Regions from separate parts of the Mus musculus genome. Here all the other regions are linked to region 1. Evidence: chromatin contacts called from public promoter capture Hi-C data. All regions are on one chromosome and are shown on one strand. Each heading gives the region's core, a stretch centred on a gene start, on an enhancer-like site or on the middle of the called end of the contact. The rest is flanking DNA. Distances are from core to core; before and after follow the strand shown.

Region 1 (3,558 bases), core at 690-3,189:
AGTCCAGGCTGTGTGCGAGATAATGGAGAAGACTACTTGTGAACTGAGGTGACCTCAGAGGACTTCCCAGAAGAAGTGACATATAAGCTGACCCCCCTGATAGTGTAGGACTGCTATGAAGATTGAGGAAGGTCCTTCTAGCCTGAGGAAATGCTGTGGGAAGGAGGTAGACAGAGCACACAGATAACCATGTGTGTGGCTCAGTGGCAGAGCCCCTGCCTAGAATCCCCCAGGGAGGGGCTGGGGTCATGGCTTGGTGGCAGAGCCCCTGCCTAGAATCCCCCAGGGAGGGGTTGGGGTCGTGGCTCAGTGGCAGACCACCTGCCAAATGTGTGTGAGGTCCCACATTCATCCACAAGATCAGAAAAGAAAAAGAAAACCCAGGGGGTGAGTTCATGTTGTTTAATGAGAGGTGAGTAAGAGAGAGAAAGACAGGAGGGCAGAGGGATTTGTCTTACTCCTTGGTGTTGTCTGGAGGCTGGGTGTGGGGGTGGAGCTGGTCTTGTAGGAAGCAGCCTCTGGTGGGACCAGTCCATTGCCTAGCTGTCACAGTTTTCTGACCAGAAAGTCAGAGGCAACCCATTTTGTCTTTTTAAAAATGTATTTTATGGGCTGGTGAGATGGCTCAGTGGGTAAGAGCACCCGACTGCTCTTCCGAAGGTCCAGAGTTCAAATCCCAGCAACCACATGGTGGCTCACAACCATCTGTAACAAGATCTGACTCCCTCTTCTGGTGTGTCTGAGGACAGCTACAGTGTACTTACATATAATAATAAATAAATCTTTAAAAAAAAAAATGTATTTTATATGTAGGAGTGACTTGCCTGCATGTATATCTAGGTATTATGTGGTCTCTGTGGAGGCCAAAAAAGATGTTAAATCCCTTTGGACCCAAGTTACAGAACATTGTGATCTGCCTTGTGGGTGGCTGGGAATTGGACCCAGGTTTTTGGAAAAGCAGCCAGTGCTCTTAAGGGCTGTGGCAGCTCTCCAGCCCCCTGTTCTGTCTTTTTTAAATTAAATTTATAGCCCGGCAGTGGTGGCACATGCCTTTGATCCCAGCACTTGGGAGGCAGAGGCAGGCAGATTTCTGAGTTCGAGGCCAGCCTGGTCTACAGAGTGAGTTCCAGGACAGACAGGGCTATACAGAGAAACCCTGTCTCGAAAAAAATTTAAATTTATTAATTCATGTTATGTAGGTGTGTGGATATTTGTGCTGAGGTATGTGTGTGAAAATCAGAGGACAACTTACAAGAATTAGTTTTCTCCTCCCACCATGTGAATGCTAGGGAAAAACTCAGGTGATTAGGCTTGACAGCAAGTGCCACCAGCCCGCGTTAAAGAAACACACACACACACACACACAGAGATAGAGAGAGAGAGAGAGAGAGAGAGAGAGAGAGCGCCAGCCATATCCATCCCAGGGAGGCACTCTACCCTTGAGTTTTGTCCCAGCCCCTGAGCAGGGGACCTGCAGATGACACTCCACAGAGCTTTCGAGCTAACCTCTCCTGATTCCACAACTGCCCAAGTCCTGGACTCTGAGTACAGCAAGCCTGGAGCCCAAGGGGGCGGAGGCACTGCTGGCGGGAAGGTGTGGGAAGGTGTTTCTACAGAACTTGTCTCCGCAGGGCACAAGAACGCTGGAATGAGAAGGCTGTGGTCAGGCAGTTTCCCAGGCTCCAGGGTGACCCCGGGGATGGGGTGGGGGCATCAGTGTCATCTAATCACGGAAGGGGCAGCCCCACTCTGCTTTCTGCCTGACAGGGCAGCTGGGTCCTTCCCCCAAGGGCAAGTTTCAGACTCACCAGATGCAAACAGCAGGATGGTCCAGGGCATCTCTCCTCCCATGTAGGGCTGGGAAAGCTGGCCAAGGCCACGGGGATCTGGGGCTCCCTGCCAGCCCGAGACCACAGCGGAGAAAGGAGAAGCGAGTGTTGGTTTGTACAGTTTCCTGGGTGGCAGGAAGTTGCACACAAGCTTGGGCACCAAAAGAGACTCCTGTCCCCACCCATTCCCCAAACACACAGCCAGCCACCCCACAAGTGCCCAGTGGCCCTATTGGCTACAGTTTTGTACACTGCAGCCGGGGAAATGTTTGCTTCCTCCCTTCAACCCCGAGAATCTTGGTAGTGCCAGTGTGCTACGAGGGAAGCCTCTACCCAAGACACACCAACAAAGGCAAAACCAAATGACCTGGTGGCATCTGGGGATCAAGACTCAACCAGAGTGTCCTCAGGCAAGGTCTGAGTACGGTGGTATCTCAGCTGCTCTATTGCTGGGATGAGAGTAGTGGATATTAATTAAATCAGGGAATCCTGAGAGCAAATGCAACAGTGTAGCCAAAGGGCCTGGCTCCTAGCCTAAGAATGGTCTCCTAGAATTCCCCAGCTAGGAGCTGGGGGGCGGCTCTGTGGGAGAGTGCTAGTCTAGCTTTAAGTAGCTACATGCCTAGAGGTTTGCAGCTTTGGATAAAGGCTGCAAGGTTTCCTCAGGTAGTTGAAGACACACCAGGTGAAGGAGACAAGAAGCTTGGCTGGGCAAATTCTGATACAATTCACACACTTTAGTTAATGGTACATTTTATTTAGTTCCCCATTCAATCATCAAATGTGTCTAAGGGTCTACTGTGTTTTAAATGAGACTGTCTCCAGAGGCTGTGGCATTAGAACAGGACAGTTGGTGTCATTGTTTGTGAGGTTCCAGAGGCATGGCCTTGCTGGAGGAAGTACACTACTGGTCACAAGCTCTGAGAGTTCAGACCGCGGTTCTTCCCAGTTTATTTCCTGTCTGTGGTTCAAGAGAGCTTGCTCTCTGCTGCCGTTCTAGCCGGAGCTGCTTCCACTCCATCATCATGGAGTCTTCCTCTGGAACCATAAGCAGGAATAAGCCCTTCCTTCTATAAGTTGTCTTTATCAGAGCAACAGAAAGTAACTGACACACTTACCGAGGAAAAGTGGCTAGAGAGGTGGCACAGTGGTTAGGGACACTGGCTGTTCCTCCTAAGAACCTAGGTTTGATTCCCAGCACTCACATGGCAGCTTATAACCAGCAGTAACCCTGGTTCCAGGGATCCAGTGCCCTCTTCTGAGTTCTTGGGTTCTACACACAAGTTGTACACGCAGGCAAACCAGCCATAAACAAATAAACCTCGAAAAGACGTACATCTCTGCTAGAGCTACAACGATGGCGGCTCAGACATTAAAGGCTAGGCTCACAACCAAAACAAACGTATAAGGAGCACATCTTAGACTCCATTCAAGGTCAGCCTGAGCTACATAGTCACACACACACACACACACACACATACACACACACACACACCTTTTAAATTTTTTCTCTGATACAGAATTTCTCTGTGTATCTCTGGTTGTCCAGCTGAGACTGTCTCAAAAACAAGACAAAACAAAAGGAAACAACCAAACAACCAGTTGCCATGCCTTTAATCCCAGCATTCCAGATCAGGCAGGCAGATCCCTGTTTGATGCCTAGTCTATACTGTGAGTTCAAGGACAGCCAGAGTCACATAGTGAGACCCTGTTTTGGAAAAAAAAGAAG
Region 2 (3,558 bases), core at 662-3,161, 570 kb after region 1:
GAAATCCGCCTGCCGCTGCCTCCCAAGTGCTAGGATTAAAGGTGTGCACCACTACCGCTGGGCTCTTCTCTCCTTTCTTCTCCCTGTCTTTCTCTGTCTGTGTCTCTGTCTGTCTGTCTATCTGTCTGTCTGTCTGTCTCTCCTTTAGACAAGGTCCTGAATCTCACTATGTAATGAGGCTGGCTCCAATCTCCCAATCTTCCTGCATTAGATGCTAAGTGCTAGAATAGATGTCTTTTATCATGCCTGCCTCAGGATTTTTTTTTTTTTTTTATTTTATGTATATGAGTACACTGTTGCTGTCTTCAGAGACACCAGAAGAGGGCATCAAATCCCCATTACAGATGGTTGTGAGCCACCATGTGGTTGCTGGGAATTGAACTCAGGACCTCTGGAAGAGCAGTCAGTGCTCTTAACTACTGAGCCATCTCTCCATCCCCAGTGCCTCAGGATTTTTAAAGTTAGGTTTGTTGGGAAAAGTTCTTTAACAATTTCACATTTGTGTACATGTGCGTGGGTATGTGATGTCAACTTACACACATGGTCAGAGGGAGACTACTTCTGGCTCAGTTCTCTCAGCTGTCTTTCTGGTCCTCGGTCATTCTTTTATTCATCTGGTGCTAGGGATGACTCCCAAGGCTTCTGCTGTGAGGTTAATATTCTGCTGTTGAACTGTATATTCTAAATCCTTCCATACCATGTGGAAGGTAAATAGAAAATATCATTTCTCTGCGATCTGCTTTTTTTTTTTTTATTAAACCCAGATGGCAGAAGTGGTTCCTGGCCTTACCACTATACTACTTCATTGGTATATTGGTCCAGTTCACTTCTGAATTATCTTTTTAAGGAGGTGATTTCAGCTCTGATAGATGAAGCCACTGAGGAAGAGTCCAGATGGTGTGCTCATGGTCGTTTTAGAGGACAAGGGGGTGAAGATGGGGTTAGACGGGAGGCCTTTTGTTTAAGGGTTCATGTATTTCTTACCAAAATGGTAACAAAAGATGAGCAGAAGGGGAGGGGGATAGAGTTATGCCTATAGTTTCTCCTTCTGAAGATGTAAGTTCCAGAAATATGGATCATGGACATATAGTTAGACACTACAGAACCACACATTTCATCTTCCAGTGAAGATGGTAGTTACAGTGGGGCATACCCATAAATCCATCACTCAAGACCAGAGAGAGGCAGGAGGTCTGAACTTTAAGATCAACCATATTATCTATTGTATAGATAGTAAAGTCAAGCCTATCTTGGGTTAAAAAATTGTTGGTGCATTTAAGAGCAGTGTCCACAGCGGCCTTCCCCTGGAAGTGGAGTTACAGGGCTTCGAGTGGCTGGATGTGGGTGGGTGCTCTCCAGGGAGGAAGCTAGCCACTGCGCAGACAAGCCCACTTTTGTTTGTTTTGTTTTGAGACTGGCTTTCTCTGTGTGGCTCTGGCTGTCCTAGAACTCCACTGTATAGACTTGGCTGACCTCAAACTGAGATCTGCCTGCCTCTGCCTCCTTAGTGTAAGGGACTGCAGGCATGCGCCACCACCGCCTACCTTTTTCCTTTTTCAAGAAGATTTTGTTTTTAGACCAGGCTCAATACACAGAGATCCTCTGGCTTTTGCATTCTGAGTGCTGGAATCAAATGCATGCATGCCACAGCCTCTGCCAGACTCAAAAGATTTTTTTTTTTTTAAAGTTGTGTTTGTGCATGTGAGTGCAATGCCCATAGAGGCCAGAAGAGGCTGTAGGACCCCCTGGAAGTGGAATTACAGGGGCTTGGAGCGGCTGGATGCGGGTGCTGGCAAGCAAACCAGAGTCATCCTCTGCAAGAGCAGCACTACCTGCTCTCAAGTGCCGAGCCACCTCTTCAGGCAAGGGGGAGGTGGGTGGCGCCAGTCGCAGCACGGACGAGCCCACTATAGCCAGGAGGTGTGGGTGCCTCCGTTGCGCGCATGCGCACTCCCTTCGGGCATAGCATGGTCTTCCCCCACTCTCTTGCCCTGTGTGGTACATGCTGCTTCCGCTTGCGCCGCCCCCTCCCAATTGGTTTCCGCGCGCGCGAAAAAGCCGGGGTCTCGTTCAGAGCTGTTCTGTCGTCTGCAACCTGCAAGATGCCAGCGCGAACAGCTCCAGCCCGAGTGCCTGCGCTTGCCTCCCCGGCAGGCTCGCTCCCGGACCATGTCCGCAGGCGGTAGGTGCCACGCAGGGTGGGGGTGAGGGGCGGGACCGATGCCGAGGCATATATTGGGGGTATCTCCGGGTGGCCCTGCGGCCGCTGACAGCCAGGGCGCGCATGCGCGGGGCAGCGTTTGGCGCGGGCTGTGCTTCCTGTCGCGCGTGCCCTTAGCTGTTGGCGCCAAAATGGGTGGGGGCCGGGGTGCTGGCAAGCCCATTGACTGGGAGCTTGAGGGAGCAAGGGGATCAGCCCTCTGAAATAGAACAAGCTTGGGGACACCCTCAGGGGTTCCCCTCTTTGGTCAGCCAGGCTCCTGGGTGTGCAGGAAGTGCCCCTCTCCCGGCCTGTGGACACCCTGAAGCCCCCACTCCGCTCCAGCCTCCACTTCCGGTGCCCTGCAGATCCCGCCGCGCCCACCCGAGGGTCCCTCCGCCGGTTCCCCTGGCCCTGGTTCAGAAGGGCCCTCCTTCCCAGCCCCGCTGTCAAGTCCTAGGACCTTTTCTCTCTCATCCTGCCGGGCCGGGCCTGGGCAGCTTGAAGCCCTCGTGGGATTTTGTTTTGTTTTCATCCTAACGTAAAGGAGCTCCTGCGATCCTGGAGCTATCAAAGAGACTCTGCCTGGAAAGAGCTGGTGCTGCAGAATGGGCCCTCCACTTTGGCAGTGACATAACTCTGTCCCGAGATCCCAGAGCAATCGAGGAAACCTTTAACTCCATTCAAAGTGTTTATCAGGGGGAAGGAAAGATGAATGGTAGTGAGATGTCTCGGCCCCCGCCCTATTATTTTAGCCCCTGTAAACCAGTTCTTTCGGTCCTGGCGCCATCGAGGAAGCTTTTTACATTGTCCAGTGTTTATTTCGAGGAGTGAGGGATGGCAGGTAAAGTCCCCCATTTCAGTGCATATGAATCCCCCCTCTCCCCCCCCCCTCCCCAAGCAATCAAGGAAGACCTGGGTAATGGGCCCTCCACTAGTACCTTCCACGCCTCCATGAGGACGGCTGTGTGCAAGGATTGGCGGGAACACTGGATCCCGCTTCCTGTTCCAGAAGGGCATCGTCAATCCGTTCATTCCTGAAAGCTTGTCCCGCGCGTCATTGAGCATTAGTCATAGGTGCCCTGCTAGTGCTGGACACATCCCAACCCGATTCTGAGTCTGCTTTTGCTATCCCGGGGGTTAGTTTACTGGGGTGATGCCAGGCCGATTCCCATTTGAGCTTTGGGGGATAAAGTGGGAGAAGCGGCTGAATTCCCCTTGTCAAACACCCCTGCCCCCAGCTCGCCCCCAGGGTTGGACCTGAAGCTCTGTACTGAGCTACACCTTCAGCCCTTTCACTTGTATTGGAGACTGGCCTGGGATTCTCTCTCTCTCTCTCTGCCTGTGTCTTCTCAGTG
Region 3 (3,558 bases), core at 327-2,826, 550 kb before region 1:
TGTGGTGGCCATTTGTCCACGCTCCACAGGATGAGGGGTCATATGCCCCCCAGGGTACCTCTCCTTGGCTACTCCCTCTCCCCTTTGTACTATCTTTTAAGGAGCATTCTATACTGACTAGTGATGTGACCAGAATACGCGCAAGCCTCAGGTCAGCAGGGAACAGTCAAGTTATATGTGGGGAGTTGGGAGGAGGCACATGGTAGCCTCCAAGTTAGGGCTCAAACTTAGTCTCTTGATAGTATCTGAGCAGCGGGTGGCATGGCCAAGGGAAATGTAGAACATTTATGTGGCACAGGGAGCTGGCTGTGAACTCATGGAGGTGCTCAGAGTACGTCACAGTGGTGAGACACAAACTCTTCTCCTAACAGTGACAGAAGGCCCTGTCTTCGCCATGTGCATGGCTGGTGCCCATGATCAGGCAACATTGATCAAGTGGATCCAAGGCTTGCAGGAGACCAACCCAACCCTGGCACAGATCCCAGTGGTATTCCGCCTGGCCAGGTCCACGGGGGAGCTCCTGACAACTTCAAGGCTGGAGGGACAGTCCCCTCCCCACAGTCCTCCCAAGGGGCCTGAGGAAGATGATGAGACCATTCAGGCAGAGCAGCAGCAGGGGCAAAGTTGAGTCAGATAGAGCTGGCATGAGGAGAAAAGACTGGGCTGGTATGAAATAATATGGAGAAAATAAAAAAATCAAAACCTCTTCCCTGGCCCTGTGGCTTCCCTTCGTATGTTCTGCATGGGCTCTTTTGGGTTTACCACCTTGGGACCCTTTTTTAAACTTGTCTTTTCAAAAATTCCATTTATAGATGGGCGTGGTGGCACACGCCTTTAATCCCAGCACTCGGGAGGCAGGCAGACAGATTTCTGAGTTCGAGGCCAGCCTGGTCTACAGAGTGAGTTCCAGGACAGCCAGGGCTACACAGAGAAACCTTGTCTCGAAAAACCAAAAAAAAAAAAAAAAATCCATTTATATATTTATGGTATGGGAGGGATGTGTGGAGGTCAGAAGACCATTTGCTGGAGTCTGTTCCGATATATGACCCTGTGAATCTCGGAAATGTAACTCAGATTGTCAAGTATGCCAGCCATCACCTTACCTGCAGAGCCGACTTGTTGGCCTTTAAAAACATCTTTTAAATGTATTTACCTTTATTTTATGTGCATTGGTGTTCTGCATGTATATATGTTTATGTGAGAATGGTAGATCTTGGAATTACAGACAGTTCTAGCTGCCATGTAGGTGCTGAATTTGAGCGCAGGTCCTCTGGAAAAGCAGTGAGTGCCCTTAACCAGTGAGCCATTTCTCCAGCCCTTTTGAAAAAATCTTTAATCACATTGCCGAAGAATTCAATAGAGAGGCAAGGATTACCTGAGTTTCAGTACCCAGTGCCTCTACCTCCCAAATAACTGACTTGTCAACAGAACGCACTTCCATGGCCTGGGCCGGACGGACTACGCGCATGCGCAGCTATGGCTAGTTGTCCCCGTTTGGCGCCGCGGGCAGAGAAGACCCTGTGAGAAATCTCCCGGCGGCGCAGACTAGGCGCGCCACTTCCGGTCGAGGCTCCTAACAACGGGGGAGGCCGGTAACCAGGGAGGGGGGGATGGCGGAGCGGGCTCCAGAGCCCGGGGCGGAGGCGGAGGCGGGCGCAGGCGGGGAGGCGGCGGCAGAGGAAGGCGCGGCAGGCAGAAAGGCGCGGGGCCGGCCGCGGCTCACCGAGTCGGACCGGGCCCGGAGGCGGCTCGAGTCCCGGAAGAAGTACGACGTGCGGCGCGTGTACCTGGGCGAGGCGCACGGCCCCTGGGTGGACCTGAGACGCCGCAGCGGCTGGAGCGACGCCAAACTTGCCGCCTACCTCATTTCGCTGGAGCGTGGCCAGCGTAGCGGTCGCCACGGGTAAGGGGGCGCGGGGCCGGGAGAGGGAGGGAGGGAGAGAAGAAGCCGGGGGAGGGACGAAAAGGGCAGCGGCCCCGCCCCCGGAGCGTGAAGCCCCACCCCCGGGCCGCCTGGCGGCCCTCGGTCTCGGGCTTAGGCAACCCAGACCCCTCACGCGCCTCCTCGCGGCTCCGCCTCCGACCCATTGACTACCCAATGCAAGCCTGTGCCCCACCCCTCTGCCCGCCTTCGGAAGCTCCGACTGGCCCGTCTGAAGAGTCGACCCGCCTCCACTGGCCTGGCCTGGGGCTGGCTCTCAGGTGTAAACCTCCAAAGGTGCTGGGCACTCTGATTTTCTGCGTATGAGTGCCTTGCCTTCGTGGATATATGTGTACCACGTGCATGAACTACCTGCAGAGGTCAGAAAAGGGTGTCGGATCCCCAGAAACCACCATTGTGAACCACCATGTAGGTTGTGGGAACCAAACCCGGATCCTCAACAAGAAAGCAGCCTTAACCCAGCCACCTGTTTCAACAACCTTGTCAGGGTTACTTGTGTGCATCCTGAGTGCTGGGACTAAAGGCATGTGCCAGGCTTGGTGTGAGGGCACTTTTATTCTTGTGTATGTGTGCGTGTGTGGTGTATGTAGGCCCACATAAGGAGGTGGGAAGACAGCTTTGCAGAGCTAGTCCTCTTCTACCACGTGCCCTCTAGGGATCAGACTAAGACCATGAATGGTTCACCACGCTGTAGTTGTCAGACCTATTGGTAAACTGTCATGTGCAGCTTGCCACACTGAGAAGCAGGCTCTGAAAGTGTAGATGGCCTCTCCTGTTTGAGACTCAAGCATGTCTCTCTCAGTGTCCTCCAGGAAGAGACAAGGACAGCAGAAGTGCCCAAGAGTAAAAACCCCATGCCCTTAAGAACAGCTAGAAGGTGGAGCATTTCCAATAGAGGTTACTCCTGCTGTCTCACAGTGCAGGTGTCCACAGTGGGAAGACAAGCTGGATGCTAAGCCATGGAGGGAAAGCTCACCCTGGGACTCCAGCTGTTGCCCCAGCTTCCCCAGCCAGTAGCTGCATGGTGTGAACACTGGATTGGATATTATCTGTCTGGTTTGCACAGACAGTTCCAGCCAGCCAGGGCTGCATAACGATACTCTATCTCAAATAAAATACAAAATGAAAATAGAGAGCATAGAAAGGGTTTGGCCCATAGTAAGGGTTCAGGTGTAGCGTGTTCTGCTCTTGTCTGCACTCATCTGTATGAATGATTCTTTAAGAGTTGATTCTAGGCCCTGAAGAGGTTGGATCAGTAGTTAAGAGCATTTGTTGCTCTTTCAGAGGGCCTGGGTTTGGTTCCAGTCACCAGCATTGTGGTTCACAACCATCTGTAACTCCAGTTCCAAGGGATTCCATGCCCTCTTCTGACCTCCAAGGGCATCAGGCAGGTGCAGAGACATGAATGCAAGTAAAAACTTATGCACATGAAATAGTAAAATCATTTTTAAGAAGTTATCCAGGCATAGTGGCACATGCCTGTAATTCCAGCATTTTGGAGGCAGATGCAACTAGAGCTTTTTGAGTTTGAGCCCAGCTGGGTCTATATGTTGAGTTCCAGGATAGCCAGGGCTACACAGAGAGACAGAGGTCTCAAAACAAAAACAAAAAACAAA
Region 4 (3,558 bases), core at 353-2,852, 520 kb after region 1:
CCACCACCATGTGGTTGCTGGGAATTGAACTCAGGACCTCTGGAAAGCAGTTAGTGAGCCATCTCTCCAGTACTTAGTATTTTTATTTTTATTTTATTTTATTTTTTTTAAAGATTTATTTATTTATTATATGTAAGTACACTGTAGCTGTCTTCAGACACTCCAGAAGAGGGCATCAGATCTCATTACGGGTGGTTGTGAGCCACCATGTGGTTGCTGGGATTTGAACTTCGGACCTTCGGAAGAGCAGTCGGGTGCTCTTACCCACTGAGCCATCTCACCAGCCCAGTATTTTTATTTTTACTTATGGTGTCATGTAGCCCAGACTGGTCTGGAACTCACTATGCAACCTTGACCATTAATTTCTTGATTCTCTTATTTCCACCTCTACAGTGCTGGTGGGGTTAGAGGTGTGGGTTACCAGGACATGTGTATGCTATAGAAGGGAACCCAGGACAAGGTGCATGCAGGCAAGCCCTCTAACAGTGCACACCTCCAGCCCTAATAAAAAACACTTCTAGAGAATTTTCTCTGTTGTGGATTAATCTACCTAGTCGTCACACAACTTCTTTTGTTGTTGTTGTTGTTGTTGTTTTTGTTTTTGTTTTTTGAGACAGGGTTTCTCTGTGTAGCCCTGGCTGTCCTGGAACTCACTTTGTAGACCAGGCTGGCCTCGAACTCAGAAATCTGCCTGCCTCTATCTCCCAAGTGCTGGGATTAAAGGCATGAGCCACCACCACCCGGCTGTCACCTAACTTCTTGAGGTCTGACAAAACGGAGACCCAAGCACAAGAGAGCAAGGCAGGATGTAATAGGTCAGGGTGACAGCAGGGTTGAGTCATTCGCCTTCCAGCCCTGTAGCAGCGAAACTGATCACCCCTTTTGTCAAGTGGAGAAACCACGGCAAGTTCCTCCCATTGCACCCTGCACTCACCGAGGCGCCGTTGCAAACACGTCGGGGTGCAGCTCCGCCAGGCCGATGCGCTCCTGCTCAAAGCCTCGGAGAGACTCGACCCAGGCTTGCACCGGACGCCGGTGCACTGGGATCCGGAGCTCACACTTGCGCAAAACAGGATCTAGGAGACCTGGCGGGGGGTGACAAATGAGCGGTCAAGGGTCAGGATCAAAGCTCAGTACCTTCTGTGCTATCTCCCCCCACTCTGTGTGTCAAGGTCCCGGTCGTCTCACCAGCGCTATCTCGCGGCTCTGAAATCTCGGCCGGCCGCTCCGCGCCTTCCGCTAGAGAGTGGATGACCTGGAAAATGACAGGCGGGAGTTAGAGGTGCTCTCGGAGGTTCTCAACCTTTGACCTCCGGCCTTGACCTCAGCTCAGTGCCCTACCCGGGAGCCAGAGAGTCGAAGCGAGGCCCGGGAAGCGGCCTGGAACAACCGCAGCATCTCGGAGGACCTCTCGCAGCGCCGAGGTCGCTGCGGTACGGACGCTCGCGGCGGTGGCTGATGACGTCGTATGTGCGCCGGGTACGTCACGAAGGCGATTCCGCCGCCATCAGCGCCAGGTCCCGAAGCCTGAGGCTGTGGATCAGCTCCACTTGACAGCCGGAAGCCCCGACACCGGAGAGCCAGAGCCGGGTGCCGGGAAGCAAACCCCAGAGACGCGGTTCTCTTTTAACCAATGAACCTCAAGTATTGATGGAGGGTCCGCCCATACCTGGGCGGTACCTGGCTAATAAGCGTTTATCTTTTTTATTGAACGTGGATGAGCCTCCTGCTACACTGCGTATTTTGCCTACATTTTTTTCCTGTGTCTTTCTCTCCCTTTACCATTATTGATATGAATTGACTTTTGTCTTTTAGAGTAAGGGTCTCACTCCTGACTCACCCTATGCAGCGCAGGGCGACCTCGAACTCAGAGAGATCCACATGATTCTGATTCCTGAGTACTGAGACTAAAGATGTGTGCTGGGCTGGGCCGTGGTGTTGCATGATTTTAATTCTAGCACTCAGAAGCAACACTGCAATTCGAGGCCAGCCTGGTCTATATAGTACATAGTGACTTCAGAGTGAGACCCTGTCTGGAAATTAAGAAAAAAATTTTAAAGGTGTGTGCCATGTCCATGTCATGTGGCTATTTTTCGCTTTTTCAATATATATGTATTTTAATTTTTTACTTTTAAGAAATATTTTATTTATTTTATACATATAAGTGCTCTGTTTGCATGCCTGAAGAGAGCATCAGATCCCATTATAGGTGGCTATGAGCCACCATGTGGTTGCTGGGAATCGAACTCGGGAAGAGCAGACAGTGCTCTTAACCACAGAGCTATCTCTCCAGCTCCTATTTTAGTTTTCTTAATTTATTTTTGTGTTTGAGTGTGGAAGTAAGAAGACAACTCAAGGGAGTTGCGATTTCCTTTCACTCTGTGGATAGAACTCAGGCCATCCAGTTTGGTGGCAAGCCACCTAACCAGCTGAGCCATCTCAAACGCCATCCTATTCTTTTGTAAACAAGGCTTCTCTGTGTAGCCAAGGATGACCTTGAGTTCAGAGTCTCCCTGTCTGGCTTCCGGAGGTCTGGATTGCTGGTTGTCTGCACCGCTATGCTTACATGACCAGGTGAATCTAATTTTATCTGATCTTCCCTCCCCCTCTCTTTGGTGTGTGAAGGGGTCTGATTTGGCTGGCCTTGAACTCTGTGTAGTCAAGAGTAACCTTGAATTTCTGATTCTTTTTTTTTTTTTTTTTTTTTGAGACAGGGTTTCTCTGTGTAGCCCTGGCTGTCCTGGAACTCACTCTGTAGACCAGGCTGGCTTCGAACTCAGAAATCCGCCTGCCTCTGCCTCCCGAGTGCTGGGATTAAAGGCATGCGCCACCATGCCCGGCTGAATTTCTGATTCTTCTGCCCCCCACCTCAAGAGTCCTGAGATTATATGTATGTGCCACCATGCTGGTTTATTTAGTGCTAAAGATCAAGATGTTTGTGCAGTTTAGGTGCCCTAGCAGCTGAGCCATCTCTCCAGCCCCTATGGGGTTTATTTATTTGTTGAGAGAGAACTCCAGTATGTAATCTTGAAATCCTCCAGCCTCCTCTTTCCAGATGTGTTTGATTCTTTAAATGAAAGTCCTGCCAGAAAGCTTTCAGTATTTCTTAGATTCTCCAGGGCTGGCTATATCCCTCTGAAATCCCTCCTATCAGCCCTGTGTCCCTCCACTCACATCTAATCCAGGATCCTGCCCCCTGTCCTTCTAGGACTCTCCCAGGGCAGAGGGGAAAAAAAAATTACCTCATGAACAGATCCAGATCACCTCACTAAGAACCTCTCCAAAGATAATTGAAAGAGTTTATGGTTTGTCTCTGTTCCACACTTGACCTTCAGGGGGTGCTGAGAGCTTACACCTGGCTCACTGCCATCCACTATGAGGGCTGGACAGAGCTTGGACTCTGGTCTCTGAGCCAACCTCCTTTTCATCACCTGGATAATGGGAAAATTGTGATTCTTTTGTAAATGAGGAGTACAAAGGGTGGAATTCCTGGCTTGAGATGAAAATTCAGTAACCAGCATTATGGATTCTAATACTGAAGGAGCCTTGTGATCAAAG

What was found. Promoter capture Hi-C pulls out the DNA fragments that hold promoters and counts their contacts. Capture Hi-C pulls out chosen DNA fragments and counts their contacts.
Region 2: a contact with region 1 is called in a promoter capture Hi-C map of liver, with 3 times the contacts expected there. The contact joins the promoter of Dnmt1 here to the promoter of AB124611 in region 1. A contact is called at or near these places in 4 of 39 promoter capture datasets (the C10 cell line, liver, maxillary cranial neural crest and 1 more) and 1 of 115 datasets of contacts at active chromatin or transcription factors (memory CD8 T cells).
Region 3: a contact with region 1 is called in a promoter capture Hi-C map of liver, with 2.5 times the contacts expected there. The contact joins the promoter of Zfp653 here to the promoter of AB124611 in region 1. A contact is called at or near these places in 3 of 39 promoter capture datasets (liver and neural stem cells).
Region 4: a promoter capture Hi-C map of adipose tissue shows a contact between it and region 1. The contact joins the promoter of Mrpl4 here to the promoter of AB124611 in region 1. A contact is called at or near these places in 1 of 115 datasets of contacts at active chromatin or transcription factors (memory CD8 T cells) and 2 of 9 other capture datasets (adipose tissue and liver).

The regions. Positions count from the first base shown.
Region 1 is chr9:21,524,558-21,528,115 of GRCm38.p6, reverse strand. AB124611 (cDNA sequence AB124611) reads right to left here and starts at 1,939. Exons shown (of 7, transcript NM_001198794.1): 1 at 1,809-1,939. The coding sequence starts at 1,851.
Region 2 is chr9:20,951,332-20,954,889 of GRCm38.p6, reverse strand. It overlaps Dnmt1 (DNA methyltransferase (cytosine-5) 1), which reads left to right and starts at 1,911. Exons shown (of 39, transcript NM_001199431.1): 1 at 1,911-2,182. The coding sequence starts at 2,103.
Region 3 is chr9:22,069,394-22,072,951 of GRCm38.p6, reverse strand. Zfp653 (zinc finger protein 653) reads left to right here and starts at 1,576. Exons shown (of 9, transcript NM_177318.3): 1 at 1,576-1,903. The coding sequence starts at 1,611. Ecsit (ECSIT signalling integrator) reads left to right here. Exons shown (of 9, transcript NM_001253897.1): 9 at 372-706. The coding sequence ends at 628. It overlaps Gm16845 (predicted gene, 16845), which reads right to left and starts at 1,950. Exons shown (of 3, transcript NR_040407.1): 1 at 1,788-1,950.
Region 4 is chr9:21,000,781-21,004,338 of GRCm38.p6, reverse strand. Mrpl4 (mitochondrial ribosomal protein L4) reads right to left here and starts at 1,602. Exons shown (of 9, transcript NM_023167.2): 1 at 1,342-1,602; 2 at 1,189-1,255; 3 at 935-1,085. The coding sequence starts at 1,398.